Linked DNA regions of Mus musculus: region 2 is linked to region 1. Evidence: chromatin contacts called from public HiChIP or PLAC-seq data. All regions are on one chromosome and are shown on one strand. The core of a region is the stretch at or near the end of the contact, and the rest is flanking DNA. Distances in the headings are between cores, read along the strand shown. Region 1 overlaps Grik3 (glutamate receptor, ionotropic, kainate 3). Region 2 overlaps Grik3 (glutamate receptor, ionotropic, kainate 3).

The links. HiChIP or PLAC-seq counts read pairs in DNA pulled down with a chosen protein or histone mark.
Region 2: an H3K27ac HiChIP or PLAC-seq map of oligodendrocyte precursor cells shows a contact between it and region 1, with 3 times the contacts expected there. The contact joins two enhancer-like sites. A contact is called at or near these places in 2 of 484 Hi-C or Micro-C datasets (the N1E-115 cell line and nephron progenitors), 3 of 115 datasets of contacts at active chromatin or transcription factors (embryonic basal ganglia, embryonic stem cells and oligodendrocyte precursor cells) and 1 of 9 other capture datasets (embryonic stem cells).

What each region holds. Positions count from the first base shown.
Region 1 is chr4:125,533,280-125,536,234 of GRCm38.p6, reverse strand. All of the region lies in intron 1 of Grik3 (glutamate receptor, ionotropic, kainate 3), which reads right to left. Among named protein-coding and RNA genes, the nearest start is that of Gm32807, 26 kb to the left of the region's middle. Within about 2 kb of position 1,439, at least 47 of the 459 cell types and tissues checked have an H3K27ac peak or open chromatin away from gene starts, as enhancers often do. A contact at or near this core is called in the N1E-115 cell line, embryonic basal ganglia, embryonic stem cells and 1 more, where this site is marked.
Region 2 is chr4:125,700,927-125,703,881 of GRCm38.p6, reverse strand. The region is part of intron 13 of Grik3 (glutamate receptor, ionotropic, kainate 3); the gene reads right to left. Among named protein-coding and RNA genes, the nearest start is that of Gm40249, 130 kb to the left of the region's middle. Within about 2 kb of position 1,476, at least 80 of the 459 cell types and tissues checked have an H3K27ac peak or open chromatin away from gene starts, as enhancers often do. A contact at or near this core is called in the N1E-115 cell line, embryonic basal ganglia, embryonic stem cells and 1 more, where this site is marked.

The sequences.
Region 1 (2,955 bases), core at 190-2,689:
GGCAAAGGAGCAGAGTGTTTGTCCTCCCATTCCGAGCATCACTGGCTTAGGGCTATCCCCTACAGCTTCAGGAATCCAACACCTGTTGCCTGGAAAGGCCCTCAGTTAAGCACCTGCAACAAAATCCTGCCATGATGTAAGTCCCCCCCACAGGCTACAGACAGTGCTCAAACCAAGGTCACCAACTGAAAGGGAGAGTGGTTCCGGGAGGCAGGAGCTATCTTCCTTCCAGCATAAGGATATTCCACTTAAGGATATTCAAAAGAAACCTGAGTAATTAGGAAGGCACAGCTCTGAGAAACGATCAAGAGACAACGCAAGCATACAACCAACTGCGGGATAGAATTCCAGCAGGGGACAAAAGGGTGGCCCTAGGATCCAAAAGGTGAAGGGAAACCAAAAGCCTGTCCCAAGCCCTGTCCCCTTGGGGTCCTAACAACTCTTGGTGGAGGGGCATCAGGTAGGGGGACCTTATGGGACAGGAAAGAGGAACCTGGAAGACCTGTGGAGCACCTAATGACCCTGACCCAGGGCAAACACCAGCCATGGCCTGTACCTAGATAGACATCCATCCGGAGCCTCTCTGTGGGAAGCCTGGAGTCCGCTCAGGGCTGAGCAGGCCCCCGAGTAACTTTCCTCCAGAGCGCGGCAAAGTAAAACTCCTCAAAGTGCCGAGTCACAGGAAACGCCAAGATTCTTCACACACAGAATAATGAGGCAATAAAACTCAACTATAAAGTTAAATAATTTACCATAAATATCTAAAGCTCTCAAATTATTCTCTACATTAACTGCCTATGTTTAAAACGATCTTTGCATTCACTATGTCACAGATGGCGAAAGCAAGACAAGAGAGTCCTTGACAACTCTAACTGCAATTAGCCCTTCCCAGCTGCGGTGATTTAAAGGCCTTTTCAGTTAAGCTGAATGAAACACCCGCGCTTTATAAATAAAGGCTTTACCAGGCCCGACAATGAAGTATTTGAAACGTACAGGCCTGAGCCACTGGGGAGGGGGTGGCAGGGGAAGGCTGTCACCACATCCCCAAAACTGCCTCCCCAGACCCTCAGCCGTGGTCCCTCCCTCCTGCCTCACTCATTTGATTGCATATGCTCTCTACTCCCGCTCAGACTGCAGCCTCCTCCCCTAGGTCGGTCCACACTTCCCAATTCCCACCCAGACGCACACGCATCTCCATTCACATTTCTGTTGCACCAATGTCCTCTACACAGAACCCTATCACACACACACACACACACACACACACACACACACACACACACACACAGAGAGCATATAGCATATAGCTCAGTTGGCTGTACATCTCCAAGGAAGCAAAATGTGCAGGACCATGAAAAATTTTGTACTGTGTAAAGGCCAAATAAGGTCAGACATGTCAGCGTCTGTGGCTGAGTCCGGGTACCCTGGCCTCCTCTCCAGCTGGCCCAGAAGGAGGAGCTCTCTGTGCTGGGAGGAGCTGCCCTTCAACAGCACTTGAGCACCTCAGAGCCTGGCTGTGCATCACAAAGGAGGTCAAGGTTACCCTGATTGCCGCCAAACGTCCCTCCCCGGGGCCTGGCTGGTTAATTGCTTGGAGACTGGTGAGGCCGAAGAAGCTGTCAGCAAAATGGCCCTGTGAATCACATGCTTGGATCACTGGGATCTTCATGTTCATAAGGCTGGGCCCCTCCTGCTGCCAGCCAGCCACGCCCCTAGCACTGGGGGACACAGTCTGGCTAGCAAGGCTCAGCCACCTAGCGTCTTTTTTCTGCCTGGGATGCAGAGACCAGAGTTGGCCATGGCTCGGCCAGGAGTACTCGGGCTCAGTCTTCCTCACCCAGGCATATACGGGCAGAAATAACCATACCCCCTTTATTGAGCAATTACTTTATGTGGCATCCTGGCGCCATGCCCGAGGCCCTTGCAGACATAATCAATGCCCCTGGAACCTCACTAAGAACCTAGGAGCAGATGCTGAGATCTTTATGCCATTTGCAGGTGCGGCAATTCAAGTAACTTGTCAAGGTGTGTGCATTGGGGTGGGGGTGGGGTAGATGTCAATAAGGCAGCAAGCGCCCGCCCGCCCGACTCAGGTGCTGCCTGCTCTTCACAATGCAGCCTCAGAGCCTTACATCTGCCTAATCACCCCTTAAGTCTTTGCCCAGCCCTCCAGCCACCTTCCTTAGAATCCTATTTGAAGCTGGACAGTCAGGATGCCCTCTCTACCCACCCTTACGTCATCCCACTGGCGTCATCCCACTGGATCTTTCGGGGATCTTTGGGGGGGGTGACGCTTTCCCTGCACTACTCCTGGGCTACCCCCTGAGCTCCCCATCATGAGATCTCCCCTTGCCTCCCTTCCATCCTGGAAGGGCCAGTGCCCCTGCATCAGATCCAGCAAAGGATTCCTGGTAGAAGCCAGTTCCATAACCAGTTCAAGCCAGTGGGAAGACCAGGGAGCAGTGCTGGAGGGGCAGCTGGACTCCCAAGGATGAAGCCCAGGCAAACTCTCGTGAATGTGCTCAGATATCTGAGTTCCAAGGAGATGCCTGGGCTGGGACCCAACTCACAGAAAGGAAGAAAACAAAATGCCTTCCATCTCTGATGGATGGAGGAGCTGGAGGATCTTGGAGACGGGGTAGGAGGCACGGCATGGGCACATCAAAAGTGATCCAACAACCGAGGCAACTAGGCATCTGGGCACTGAGTAGGGCCCCTGCGTGAGTGACAGCCAGAGTTGCAGGGCCTGGGGAGGTGGCCCTGGGGGTGGGGCCACCTGCCAGTCTCAGAGAAGGAGGTGCACTTCCAAGGCCAGCCCTAGCTGGTGCCACTTGAGCCTCTTGGAAAGAGTCATAGGTCACAGATATCTGTAAGGAAAGGGACCTTGGACCTAGGGAGGAACTGCTTGCTACCTTTCACTCCCTTGCTGAGTTTGGGAACCTAAGGACAAAGATC
Region 2 (2,955 bases), core at 227-2,726, 170 kb before region 1:
TCATGTACATGAGAGGCAGATGCTCTGCCGACCTAGCTAAAGTCTCCTGTCTCTGACTGACTTCCTCAAAATCAGTTTTCTCCAAAACCTGTTAGGGAATTAACAAGCAGAGGTCTTGTTCTAAGGGCCTTAGCTGTAGGAACTCACTCGCCGAAATCACAGGAAGTACGTGTTATCAGCCCGTTTTGCAGACGGGGAAGCTGAAACACTGTTAAGCAATTCACCCAAGGCTATCCAGAGATGAAATGGTAGAGGCAGGCTTCAAATCCAGACTCTTTGGAGACAATCCAAGTGCCTACCCACACAGCTGCATTGTATCCGAGTAACCACTAGGGGGCACAAGTGAAGGTAAAGCTCGGTGGACTTTGTCTCCCCACTTCACTCCAAAGCTGTGCCCCCCTTTTGTGCACTCTATGTCAGGAGAGGAGTTGAGTATGGTTCTGGTCTGTTCTCAGTCCTGAGAGAGGCCCAGTGGGAACTGCAAGCAGAGAAAAGGGTGAGGCTCCTGGGAGTAGTGGACTGCAGGTCCCTGTGCCGGCTTCATGCCTGAGACCATAGGTGGGGTGGCAGCCTGTTGGGTGGGCTGCTGTGCCTGCCCCGGTTGTGTTATGTGTGCATGAGCCACCCTGGGAACTTGATGTATGCCAGCTGCCTGGTCCCAACAGAGACCAGCCCTGCCTTAGTCCTGGGGGAAGAGGTGGCTCTGAGAGCCCCTATTGTATCGGCTGTTTCCTACTCTGGAAGTGGCTTTCTGTGATGTCAGCCTGTATGATTGGCACCCAGCCCAGCTCTGATACACGTGACAAGATGGGTGCCCTCCCACAGGCTGGCACAGGCCTGGGGGAAGGGCAGGGAATCAGGCCATGGCTGCCAGAGGCGGGCAGGAAGCCCGAGAGGAACATGTATTTTCTTCTCTCTGGGTGCTTCTGGGCTCTGGCATGGGATAGGCCCTCTGAAACTGGTGGCCGATGTCCACAGCACGGTCCAGGGACGGAGCACAGCACAGGAATGAATATCAGAGCAGCATGGAGTCACTGAGTACTTTCAGGGCGTGGAACCTTTCACAGAGCTGTTGTTCCCTGCCTGCAAACTCACGTGCCTCAAAGCCGGTGCACAAAGGGTTCTGATGGCCCTGGCTCTCTAGGCTTCACCCAACCACTTTTGTAGGCAGCCATTGCTGCTCTCAGCGGCCCTACCCCCACAGCCACCTGCCTTCTGCCCAACTTTGTAGCCAGCCACCTTCCAGCTCTCTTTCTACCTCAGCTCCTCCCCAAGTGCTCCCCCGCCAACACCTCTTCCCTCAGAGATGGTTCTCATCCCTGGTTTTTCGGATGCTCCAGATGTTTCTCATTTTCCAGATAATTTCTGATATGCAGATTCTCCTCCGCCAGCTCCTTTGGCCCCTCTTCCTGCTTGGCAAGCTCCTATCCTTAGCACTACCCAATTTCTAGTGACTCCTGTCTCCCTGCGGCCACATCCTTGTTCTGGCTCCTCCTCCTCCTGAGGGTGGGCTGGACCTTTGGGCCTGCTTTTGAATCACTCTCTGGCAGGGGTGGAATAGCACCTCTGAGTGACAAGACTTTGTCTCCCTCTCCCTTGTGTGTTCCTCAAGTCTTCTCTCAGGTGCTGGTGACAGTACTGTCACACCGAATTGCTTAAGAAGAGCTCCCCATGCAAGTGACAGAGGACAGCATTTTGTCAAATCTCAGTACACAGTACTTCTCTTACTCAGTCCAGCGACCTGAGGGGAACTGAGCATGCTCTCATGACCACAGTCTTGGCTGATGGCTGGATCACAGCCTGTGAAGAGCCTCAGGCCAGAGGGCTCTGAAACTCCACTGACTCCTGACCACCAAGCTGCCAAGTGACAGATGTTGTTTTAAGAACTTTGGGGTAATTTGCTAAGCAATAGATAACTAATACCCTCTCACACCCGTGTTCCACAAGAGCTGCGTGTACAGATAAACACAAACTCCAGCGATTCCTGTAATCAAATTATCCAAGTCCAACCGTCTCCACTTGGCCAGACACACTGCTCCTCAGACCTGCGTGCATTCTGGCTGTTCCCACCTAACTGCTTTTCTCCCTTCAAAGACTCCGGTCCCTCAGCTGCTTTCCCACTCCTTCCTCCTGCTCCCCAAGTTGTTTTCTACGGAGGTGGGAACCAGGGTTGGATGAGGCATCAAGACTCTTTTCCCTCCTAAGGCATCTACCTGTTAGTTCATCTGCTGTTAATCCATGCACGCACACATGCATCCAATCATCTCATGTGCCCACCACACCTGCGCGTAGCCATCAGTCCAGCCACCTGTCAGTCCATTGGTCTATCCACCCCACTAACCCGCTCATGCATATATCCATCCCCTTCCTCCTCCTATGGACCATCTGCTCGCTTTCCCTCCCCACACTGTCTACATACTAGATATTCAGCTGACTCCCTGACTCTTCGTCTAACCTGTAACCTCTATCCAGCTGTTCCTTTTCCGCACGCCCATCTATCCATCTTCTTCCCTGTCTAACCATAGCTGCCCATCCACTTCCCCCTCGCTCCCAGCATCTCCATTTACTGTCCCATGAAACTATATAAAGTCATCTAGTCTTGGCAAAAATAGTCAGTAATCCTTTCTGTGAGCCTGCCCTACTCCTGTGCCTGAGAGTGTGGTCAGAACACCGGTCTGTCTCAACTCGGCCCTCTACCCTCCCTTTCCTCCTATCCGCAGCCCCTGAGGATGCCAACAGACATGCTTGATTAGATCTTAGTCTGACGCAGGGAGTTCAGTTGAGCCTGGAGAATGTACTGAGGCAGATAGGTTTTGAGGAAGATACTAGCAGATGAAGGAACGAGGAAGGGCACAGGAGAGCGGAGAGCATGGGTCAGTTAAGAGAGGAGATGACACTAGGAAGAATCCTGCTGTGACATACATTTCAAGAATTCCACCTTCCAGTTGCAGGGTT